2 separate regions of the Rattus norvegicus genome follow, and region 2 is linked to region 1. A link is a contact called in public Hi-C data. All regions are on one chromosome and are shown on one strand. The core of a region is the stretch at or near the end of the contact, and the rest is flanking DNA. Distances in the headings are between cores, read along the strand shown.

What was found. A called contact is a pair of places that touch in the nucleus more often than the background predicts.
Region 2: a contact with region 1 is called in a Hi-C map of Schwann cells, with 4 times the contacts expected there. The contact joins the promoter of Adprh here to the enhancer-like site in region 1. A contact is called at or near these places in 3 of 12 Hi-C or Micro-C datasets (Schwann cells, hepatocytes and kidney).

The regions. Positions count from the first base shown.
Region 1 is chr11:75,747,704-75,753,420 of GRCr8, reverse strand. It overlaps Timmdc1 (translocase of inner mitochondrial membrane domain containing 1), which reads right to left. Exons shown (of 7, transcript NM_001007676.1): 5 at 4,398-4,476. Among named protein-coding and RNA genes, the nearest start is that of Timmdc1, 16 kb to the right of the region's middle. Within about 2 kb of position 2,465, at least 14 of the 93 cell types and tissues checked have an H3K27ac peak or open chromatin away from gene starts, as enhancers often do. A contact at or near this core is called in Schwann cells and hepatocytes, where this site is marked.
Region 2 is chr11:75,803,193-75,808,909 of GRCr8, reverse strand. Adprh (ADP-ribosylarginine hydrolase) reads right to left here and starts at 3,563. Exons shown (of 4, transcript NM_183325.2): 1 at 3,461-3,563; 2 at 1,362-1,716. The coding sequence starts at 1,674. LOC108352341 (a long non-coding RNA gene) reads right to left here. Exons shown (of 3, transcript XR_001840512.3): 3 at 5,121-5,717.

The DNA.
Region 1 (5,717 bases), core at 1,216-3,715:
AGAGAGCGATCAAGGAAGACACCCAACATTGATTTCTAGTCTCCACACCCATGAACATAATGCACATGTATACAAAAAAATGTGTGTGCATGCACAAAAGAGACTGATTTAGATAATCATCATAGGGACAAACAGGATTTGGTCCCTATGTTCTCAAGATAAAAATTTTATAAGGCAAATTCTCTCTGGCCAGAATTTCAATAATCTCATTTACATTCTCTTTCTTTCTTTCTTTTTTTTTTTTTTTTGCTAAACAAAAGAAATCCAAAAATACATCAGCAGACATTTAAAAAATGTCTCACTGAGAGGGGGTGAGGGAGAGAATTATGTATTACTAAAAAGAGAAACCATGGGCTGGAGAAATGGCTTAGTGGTTAAGACCTTCCAGAGGTCCTGAGTTCAAATTCCAGCAACCACATGGTGGCTCACAATCGTCTGTAGTGGGATCTGATGCCCTCTTCTGGTGTGTCTGAAGACAGCTCCAGTGTGCTTATATGTAATAAATAAATAAATTTTTTAAAAAAGAGAAACCATTACATGCTACAATGTAAATAAATCTCAAGCAAGTTGGTAAGCAAGTGAAATAAGCCAGTTACAAAAGGACGAAATGTTGTGATTCCATTCATTCAAATGCTGTATGATTCTGGTATGCATGTCAAAATTAAATAGAAGGGAAAGTAAAAAGAAGGTTGCCAATAGCTGGGTGGAGTGATGAGAGGAATTACAGTTTAAAAATATAGTTTCAGGTTTTAGACAAAACATTATGGGGATGTAATGTACAACAACATTAATATGTTTAATATTACTGAATTCATACTTAAAATGGTGACAATGTGGGAAAATGGGAGGACCCATAAGAACAAAGTATTATGAAAATGCCATGCTCCATTCTATACTAATTTTAAAAACTAATAAAAAATAGTCAAGATGATAAGTGTAACATATTTTTGCTGGTTTGACAGAGGGGGTAAAATGGCAGGTGTACATGCCTGCAATCCCACTGCCTCAGAGGTAGCAGTAGGAAGATCAGAAGTTCAGGCTTAGTCTTGGCTACATGGGGATGTTGAGGCTAGCCCAAACTAGTGACCCTATCAGGAAAAATTTTCCCACTAGCTTCAACAATGTTTCCCTCCAGACCAAGCTTATAGACTACCAATACAACAAAAATAATGTTAGCAGTGGGTTTTGACAAACGAAATTTCATTCAATTAAAAAACTGTAAAATAAGCCAGGTGGTAGCAGCATATGCCTTTAATCCCAGCACTCAGGAGGCAGAGGAAGGTAGATCTCGGAGTTCAAGGCCAGCCTGGCCTACAAAATAAGTTCTAGGATAGCCAAGGGTATACAGAGAAACCCTGTCTTGAAAAAGAAAACTGTAAAATAAAATCCATAAATCCAGCTGTGTGTAATAAATCATGCTTATAATCTCAGCATTCAGAAAGCTAAGGATGATAACAAGGTCAAGGCTGGCCTGCCCTACAGAGCATCTCAAACCTCTCAGTCCCCTCCCTTCAGAACAGACAACCATGATTCAACCTGACAAAGTGGTAGGATGGCAGATGGGTGGGTCAGCAGGGATGAAGGATAACTCGTTCAGAAGAATGTCAATTAATGGGAACACAAGGATGGCCAGGACCAGGCTGTCTTTGTAAGCACCTTCCCAAAAACCAAGGTGCAAGGATGTCAATGCATTGTTAAAACCACTGCAGCAAAGGCACGTGGGGACGGGATGACGGGTGTTCAGTCACATGCGCTCCCTACCTAATCACATGGGAAAGAACTGCAGTGGAACTGAATAGAGAGCCCTGCCTCAAGTCTCCCCACATTTGCTGTCCGAATCCCTCCACTGCTGGAACACGGTCTAAGAATGGAGTCGTGTGAGGACTGAGTGCTTGAGAGAAAACTTCAAAACAAGACAAAAGAGTCTTGTGACCTCAGTTTCTTCAAAACACACAAGTGTTCTTAGGGACTGGCCCATGCTGTGCCCTCCCAGGTGTATGGAGAGATGTGAGTTGTCTAAGAGACTCACTGTCACCTGCCACTATGATTCAGCTGTCCCTGTGGAAAGATCTCTGCCATGGGTGACTTGTCCTGTAATTGTTCACTTGACTAAAGGATTCCTCTTGACCCTGTCTGATGCTCTGAATAAAGATGGAAATCACATGAGACTTTGGTCCACCTCATCTTTAGGATCCAGTCTCCTGGGTCCCATTGTCTCTAGTACACCTGTGGTTTTGCCATGTTGCATGGAAATATGGATTTTGGAGTTCTGGTTTAATCAAGAAGGAGATTATCTGGGTGAGTGAGCTTAAAAGCTGTCTCCTTTGTCTGAAAAGGAGCAGAAGATTCAGTGTGAGGAGAGAGATTGTTATTCTGAACATGGATGGCCCATGAGAAAGATGTGGGTGGCCTCTAGGAACAGGGAGGGAGTGTCTGGCTTTCAGTCCCAGCGAGGAAATGCGGATCACAGACTGTTTGACTCAGACTCCCTCTAGTGCATGCCAGGGAATAGTACACGGGATCATGTAACAGTTTTAGTTTTACTGTTTGCTTTTGGTTTATTGATTTTTTTGAGACAAGGTCTCATGTAGCCCAAGCTGGCATCATATAGGTAGCCAAAGATGACCTTGAACTCCTGTCTTTTATATTGTAATTCAGCGGTTTTCAACCTGTGGGTCCTGACCCCTTTGGGGAGTTAAATGACCCTTTCACAGGGGTGACATATTAGATATTTACATTGCAACTCTCAATGGTAGCTAAATTACAGCCATGAGGTAGCAAGAAAAGAATTTTATGGTTGAGGTCACCACGCCATTAGGAGCTAGCCGTGTTAAAAGGTGGAAGCGTCAGAAGGCTGAGAACCGCTGCTCTAAGGGCTGAGATACAAGTGTGATCCACCCTAGTTTCCAGGCAGCCCCATACTCACTGATATCTGCCTGCCTTACATTCCCACCAACAGTGTGTGCAGCTTCCTCTCACCTCCATCCTTGCCAACACAGATCATCACCAATATACCAAATACTTAACGCTTATAATGGGTGACATACATGCCTCTTGCTGTGCTATACACCAGGGGCACAGCTGCACTTATGTAGCAACCCTGACAAAAACATTTAACCCAAAGCTAACGCAAGGATAATCAAAGCAAACTGAGAACCACTCTGGGGACTGCAGTGGCAATGAAAGGGCTGACACCTCTATTGCAAACTCTCCCTAGCAGACGCATGCTGATACAGTTAGGGGTAATCCCAAATGGTTCAACTTAGCCTTGTGCATGCTGGGCTTGTGCTCTGATGCTGAACTGATTTCCCAGCCCTGCTAAGTCTTTAAACCATTACACTTCTTACTCTGTGTGCGCACGTGTGTGCGTGAGCATGGGTGCGCAGGTCACAGACAATCAGCAGTCAGATCCTTCCTTTGAACATGTGGGTTGTAGGGATACAAGTCAGGACAGCAGGCTTGGGGGTAAGCTTACTGAGCCACTTCACAAACCCATACACAGCTTCTCTATTGGGGCACGGGGGTATTTCGAGGCAGAAGCCCTCTGCGTAGCCCTGGCTGTCCTGGAGCTCACTCTATAGAGCAGGTTGGTCTCACAGTCAGAGCTCTGTCTGCCTCTGCCCACTGGACTAAAGGCTGGGATTGAGTCCATCATGAGGCCTTAGTATACTCATTAATCCAGCTTCTCAGTAGGGTTGAAACCATTTTGAATTTCTAGCATTTTAACTAGGGAAGAAGAAGAAGAACCTTTAAGTAAAATATGTATTCATGGAAACAAAACAAATAACAATTCTAACATGCTACAGCACACATGTGTTCTCTATGAACAATTTTCTGGTCATTTTTCTTGCTCCTTATGAATATTTTGTTTACGAGTAATTTCACATATTGGCGATGTTTACACATATTTTACCCCGTGAAAAGGAATCTTGAATATGCATCCTGTTTATGCTACTGAGTTGTTATTTACTGTTTTAATTACACTGTGATAACTATAAATACAACAAGTGGACAGTGAGAGCTGGGGTATGGCTCAGTGGGAAAGAGTGTGCGTTGTCTTTGCTGAGTACCTGACTTTTATCCCTAGCACCCAGCCAGGCAGCTGACAAGTGCCTGGAATGACAACGTCAAGGGATCTGACACTTTTTGGGCACAGACACAGACACACACATGTACACATTAAAAAAAAAAATCCACAATTTTTAAGTTAAAAAAAGCATTTGGTTTTAATCCTCTCATAACTGCCCCAATAAGGAACTAGATAGTCACGGCCCCTGATGATACAAGACAAACATCTTTTAAAGTCTCTGAGGACTAGGTTTGTGCTTTATTAGTATATAGTTCTATGTACTAATCCCTTCAGTAGACAAGACAGACTAAACCAAGTTAACACTTACCCCAACAAAGCTCCAATTATACCGCCAGCCACCAGGCCTCGAAGACCTAAGTTTATTCTGAAAAGGCCTCCTGTGACAGCTATTTAAAAGGGGAAAAAAAGCAATGTTAAATCACCTTTAGATGCTACACTTCTATTCTTTCACAGTAAGAACACAGACCCCGAAGTGAGCTTTCTGAATCCAGCGTGAACAAGGTATGAGGTATGAAAGTGTGAAGAGCCATCAAAATACCTTTCTGCCTGCTCTACGGTAAGAAGAAAGTATTTTATAAATATGAATCCTCAGTCTTTCCTATAGCTCTAATTCCAGTTTTTCTTTTCCAATTTCCTCTTAAAAGTTGACGGTATATTTCACTTTCGTCCACATCTTTCACCTCTTTCATCCCCCATGCCCTACCCCCTCCCACCATCCCCTACCTCCCCACCCGGGTTTCTCTGTAGAGTCCTGGCTGTCCTAGAACTTGCTTCATAGACCAGGCTGGCCTCAAAGTCACAGAGCTCTGCCTGCCTCTGCCTCCCAAGTGCCCAACCAAAGACAATAAGCAACAGCAACAAAAACTACTTCACCTGCCTCAGAAGATTAGGCCTTCTAGTCTCACTCCTCTGTACTGCTTGGTGGACTACACTGTGCAAGCAGGCAGACCTGCAGAGGCAGCATTTAGCACACAGTGCCACCTGCTGACCAGTACAAGGAGTGCAACTCTTTTCACCAGAATTGTATTTCTAGGACAGTTTATTTCCCTTTTTAAAACCAGGGTCTCATGTAGCTTCAAACTGAGTAAGGAGCTGAGAATGACCCTGAACTTCTGATCTTTTGCCCTCTACTTTCTTAGTTCTGAATTTACAGTAGCCATGCATCACCACCTAGAGTGTCTGTGGTGCTGAGGAATAAACCCAGCAAACAATGCGTGTAATGCAAGCATTATACCAACGCACTCCAGAATCACCGGCCCCTTGTCCTCTTTACACTAACGCCATCTTAGGTGGTAAGAAATTTTAGGTGTTTAGTCTGAGGCTCATGTATTTAACTATTTATTATATATTTAACTATTTAACTATTATATATTCTATTAAACTATACATTCATTTAATTTTTTTTCTAAATTAAGGACAAAAACCACTTTCAATCTCATTTCTCAGAAATAGTATATTGTTAGTCTTCTTAACAAAATATTTTTAAGAAATAAAATTAGGCCAAGCATGCATGCATACATATATATTATATATCTTTTAATTTTCTCTGAATATATCACTAAATCCATTATCGTTAAATTTCTAGCTTTCGATACTAAAGCTTCCCACAGGGTAGCTATTCTATTGC
Region 2 (5,717 bases), core at 2,314-4,813, 54 kb before region 1:
CTAACATGAGCCATTAAGGGTGAAGCCTAATCCAGTCTAACAAGAAGCATATGGACACGAAGACCACGGGATGTAATACACCGAGAAAGGGCACATGAGGGCCAGAGTTGGTGTCCATCTGCAAGGCAAGAAGAGACGCTCCAAAAGCCAACTAGACGTAATGTGTGCGCTTCGATGCTAGTAAACACTATCACAAGGAGAACATATCAGTTATGTAATAATATAGGGAGAGGGGTTGGGTAGGGAAGGAGTGGTAGTCTCAGATGGGCAGGGAAAAAGTGACCCCAACCTGGTGGCCCATAGGGGGCCACACACAATAAGTCCCCAAAATGAGTCACAGCTACTGTGAGCAGAACTGAAACCAAAGGAAGGTCTCCGCTTTTTTTTTTAAATAATAATAATAATAATGTTTAAAAGTTTTTCTTTGTAATTGTTCATAACGAAATGCAGAGAATACAAATAGAAGGAGAATTAGGATGATTACTTCTGTAACTTAGGTAGAATTGTGAACATATTTATGTGTTTGCTTCCAGACTTCTCTCAACGGAGACAAGCAATTGTTCTTTGTGTGTTTGTGAGCATCCAGAGGGCTGGATGATCTCTCTCTCTCTCTCTCTCTCTCTCTCTCTCTCTCTCTCTCTGTCCCTTGATGCAGGGTCTAGAGGTAGGCTAGGGACCAGCATGGTCCTCCAGTTTCCATCCCTTTTTGCACAGGGGTTAAATATCTAACATTTATGTGGGTGCTGGGGGGTTTGAACTCAGGTCCGCACTGCACCTCCCACACTCCCCCCACCCCCATCTTCCTGCTTCCAAGTCCTGGGATTTCAGGTATGCCCCACCACACCGGGCAAACTCTGGTACTTTTAAGTTATTTGCATAACATGCTCTGAAACCTTCTTTTTTTCCCTATTTCATCAATAAATCCTTTCCATATTAGTAACCGCTCATCTGCACAACCTACAAAACTGTGAATGCGACCCCATAAGTAAGCTACAAGGATTCAAATCTACGGGGTTGGGGATTTAGCTCAGTGGTAGAGCGCTTGCCTAGCAAGCGCAAGGCCCTGGGTTCAGTCCCCAGCTCCGAAAAAAAAAAAAAAGAAAAAAAGAAAAAAAAGATTTCAAATGTAAACTAGTTTCTGTCTCATTGATATGGATATGTTCCACAATGTTTTTCTTCCTTTGATTTTCTAAACAGAATCTCACTGTGGATCCTGGGCTGCTTTTGAAATCCAAGTTGTCCTGAGTGTGGATCAATGGGCTCATTCTCCTCCCTACTCTCCAAGTACACTCTTAGTGTCTTCCTTGGGCTTCCTTCTCCACCCTCTGGAAGGAAGGACCCTCCCAGTGGCTGGCACTCACCTGGTGCCCGGCCATCCATGTCTCCCATGCAGTCCCGGTAATGTTTAGCTAGTAGGGAATACAGCTGAGGCAAATCCGGGGAACTGCCGGCTTCCATGAGGGCTTCTGCTGTAGCCAGGTGCATGATGGTGTCATCGCTGACTCTCCACTGGGCCACATCTATGGCTTCCAAGTCACCCATCTGGGCCAACTGCCGGTGTATCTTCTCCCCATCCCGAAGGAATTCCCACTTCCCGTTGAAGTAGCCCAGGGTATCACCAGCCGCACTCAGCACCATGGCAGCCACATACCTCTCAATCAGGCCCCCACCCATGCTGAGCTTGGCACAGGCGGTCTTATGGGGCAACTGAGACTCCTGCAGAAGGGACGGAGGAAGATGAATCAGAAAACAAGCGAACACCTACACTCTCCCTGTAGGCTCTGTATTAAGCCTGAGAGGTTTGCTGCCCGGGCGTCCTAAGCAAGTCAACCATCATGGCGACAAGGCAGCTCCGTAAGTATTAGGAGAACGGAATCAGGCCACACAGCTAGCCGGTGCGGCTGGGACTCTATCACAGAACTGACTTCAAAGCTTGTCTCCAACTGTGTCTTGGGCTCTCCAGGAGTGGCCAGCCCTACAAGTCAACCCCAGCTTGTCAATGTCCCCATCAGCTGAGACTGGGCTTTGGAATACATCTCTCTCTCTCTCTTGTGTGGAGAGCTCAGGTAAAGAGATAATGGCAAAACCCAGGTGTGTTGTGAGGAATGAATGAATGAATGAATGCGTTTCCATAAAGTACATAGTGAGCACAACTTTGTGATTACTTTTATTACTCATCAACTGCCATCTTCCCTTTACCAGCAATATTTAAAAATTTGTAAATGATTCAGTTTTATTTACATACTCTAGCTTTCGGCCTTCGTGTGTATCTGTGTGTGTGGGGGGGTGCTGGGCCCCCTGGAACTAGCACTTGTGAGCTGCCACGTGGATGCTGGGAATTGAGCCTGAGTCCTCTGGAAGAACAGCCAGTTCTCTTAACTGCCGGGCCGGGCCAGGCCATCTCTCCAATCCCTCGTTTGTCTCCTATCTGGTAAGAGCTCTGTAGCACTGCATTACAAACGATACACCCACCACAAACTGAATCCTTGCTAGCGCACTGGCTTCCCAATGAATGAATGCACTCCCCACTCTACCTTAAGCCAGGGCCCCACAGCACCCATTCCCTGTGGTGATTCAGGTTCAGAGTGCTCCAGTGTCTGCCCACCCCACTCACCCAACCCGCTCACCGATCCACTCCACGAACGAGGCAAACACTCTCAGGGGCTAAGAGACTAGCTCGCCCCTGTCCTCGGCCCAAGCTCTTCCCACCCACCTGCCTTTCCCCCCCAAAGGCTATTTTAGGTTTAGTTCAAGTCCAGGTACTGCCACAATCCACCTAGTCAGGGCTCAGGACTGGGCACAGTACAGCAAAGACCTGGAGAAGCAGTAAGGAAAAGCCAGATCCTGCTTATGCTATCAAAATACTTTGTATGTATAAACAAAGGCTAGGAACTAGAGTTCTGTACTCCCTTGTGTTCGCTGTGTGACCATTACCAAGCCGCTCACACTGGAGTTCTGTTTCCCATCTGTGGGGGAGAAAGATGTAGATTTTAAGTGTCCTCTGAGGCCCACGTATTCCAAGCACAAGCTCTGTTGGCTTCCCCTCCAAATGCTCCAGGTTCCCTTTTTGCGGCTCTCCCCTGGTGTGTGGGAACCGACGGAGGAAGTAGCCAGTGTCTTTTCACTATGAAATACCTTTTCACCTTGACACGTGCAACCATATTGCCCCAGCCGCTTCAGAAGTCATTCCTTAACCCACTCTAAATCTCCACAGGTGAGGTAGCGATAAAACTATACAATTAAAACTGAAGTGCACTTCCAGTCTTCCCATTTGTTTTCCTGGCCTGGGTAGAAGGAGGAATAGGAAAAAAGGTGGGGGGAGGGGAGGCCGCGATGCACTCAGGAAAGTCTTGGTGACCACTTGGAGGACACTGGCCTGGCACCAGTCTGGAGGTGAGAACCGGGCCGAGCCGGGTTCAGGGTCAGCAGTAGGATAGTGGCTCAGGGAGTGCGGCTGTACCTGCTGAGGCGGAGCTGAGAGCGTGGGGCGGGATCGGGGTTGTCCAGAGCCGAGGGCTGGCTGGCCGGAGCTGGAGGCGGGGTAGCCCGCGCTGGAGTCCCGGTGTGGGCACCGGAACCTAGAGCAGAACAGGGGCGGGCCGGTCGCTGGCGCACAGCAGCTTCCGGCGGGGCTGAGCCCTTCCGCGTCCTCCGCACCGGATGGAAGGAGGAAGGGGCGGCGCTGGGGCGCCTAAGCCTCTGAGATCTGCCCGGTAACAGCTCGGTGCTGCGTGTGGGCTGAGACGAGTGGTGCTGGGGCGAGCTCCGCGCTCACCCTGCCAGGGTTCTGCCCCTCGGACCGTACGACAGCCAGCGCCTGTTACCCACTTCTCAGAGCGGCGAGGGCTCCCCAATCCTAACTCTAGTCTCTGGTTCTGCGTGCTCTCCACAGAAGTGTTTCAAACGGGAACTTAGAGAGGAACTTATAGTTTCTTTCCCCTAAATTATGACTCTGGATTTGTTAGGACCTTAAGGTAGCAATGGCGGCGTTGAGCCCACATGTCGTGTTCTGAGTGTAAGCCTGAGCCTCTGGCCACGCTCCCCAGTACCCTCGACCGTTTGACATCGTCTCCTGAAAGGCGCAAATCGGGCCTTGTGCTTGAAAGGAATATCCGCTTTTGTAAAGCGACCCCAACGCACTTCAAAGATCCTGCCTTGACTCCTTAAACTTAAGCAAGATCAACAAATGTCCGCCCTAATTTCAGATCTACTCCAAGAAATCCCATTAAGGAGCTATGCTGGAAACATCCCCTCTTCTGCTATGTTTTCAAAACAAAAAGGAAAGACTTATCTGAGAAGGAAACTTGAACTGAACATATATAATTTCTCCTATTAACTTTGGCATTAATAACTATTATCGCATAAGTAAATCTATTAATCACAGAAGTAATTGAGGTGTTCACGTGGAGTTTAGAGACGTTTTTATTAAGTAAAAATAAATTGATAAGTTATGGGATGATGAATATATGTTAATAAAGCAGTGTGCGTGTTGATTGGAAGGCTAAGCCTCAAATTATAAATATTTGGAAGTGCTCAGAAGGAGAACAAGTTTTCTGAGTAAGGATAGGGGTGAAGGTAAATTAAATTTTGATTTATTTTTTGAGATCAGACTGGTCTCAAACTTGTGACCCTTCTGCCTCTGCCTTTAGAATGCTGGAATTTCAGTCTTACAACTCCACATCTGGCTTACATCTTTTAGAATATTTTTTCTATATTATATATAAAGACATTTTAGAGAAAAAATAGAAACTACAGATTACCCCTCTGGAGATATATACACATATACATATACACATGCATGTATATGTACATATACATATATGTAAAACAGTCTTTATGGTATGTACGTGATTTTAAAACAACAGGGCCATTTTGTAAATAGAATTTTATATCCTTTCTTAAAAGGCTTTATGAACTACTCATGAGACTCCAAATGTTTACATACATTAACACTTCCACAATAAGCTAACTTCTTGTTTGATACAATAAAAGTGTGAGGCCCTGGTGTCCAGCTCCTCTCTCACCAGATCATGGTTAAAACTGTTTTAAGAGAAAAGATTCACTTAGGATCAGAAAACAGAACAGTTAAACAAAGCTTTATTTAACTGCGTAGACCCAAATGTGTTCTGAGTGCCGATCCACAGAGTGACAGCTAAGGCTTCGAGAACCGGCACTAACACCCACTCTACGCTGACAGGAAGTAGTTAATATGCAGGGCCGTTGGACTAACAGCAGAACAGCCGCAAGGGCCAAAGGAGAACAAAGCACAGGATAGACCCTGTGAAACTCCTCAGCGTAAACTCAGAGTATGAAAACTGGAAAGCCAGGGACAAAGACATGCAAAAGCAGCTGCTATGTGGTCCATTCAGGAAATCTCAGATGCCATCTGAGCCGCTGACTGGATGTCCTCTTGGCCGGACTACAGCACCCAGGTTGTTCAAATCTTCCTCCAGATGAGAAGGTATTTTACAGCGGAGACATCAGCCTTTCTATCAGTAAACACGAGGAACAGTGGATTATCCCCCATAATGTGTGCAGACCTCAATGAATTACCTAAACATCTTAAGAGAGAGCCCCCCCCCCTTGGAAAAAGGGAATTCTGCTAACTGACTGCCTTAGGGGTACAGCAGACTCTGCCTCCACACAATAGCAAAGGCAGAATGCACACGTCCACAGAAGCAGTTTAAGTCACCAGACGGCATTTCCGTGGGAGTGTG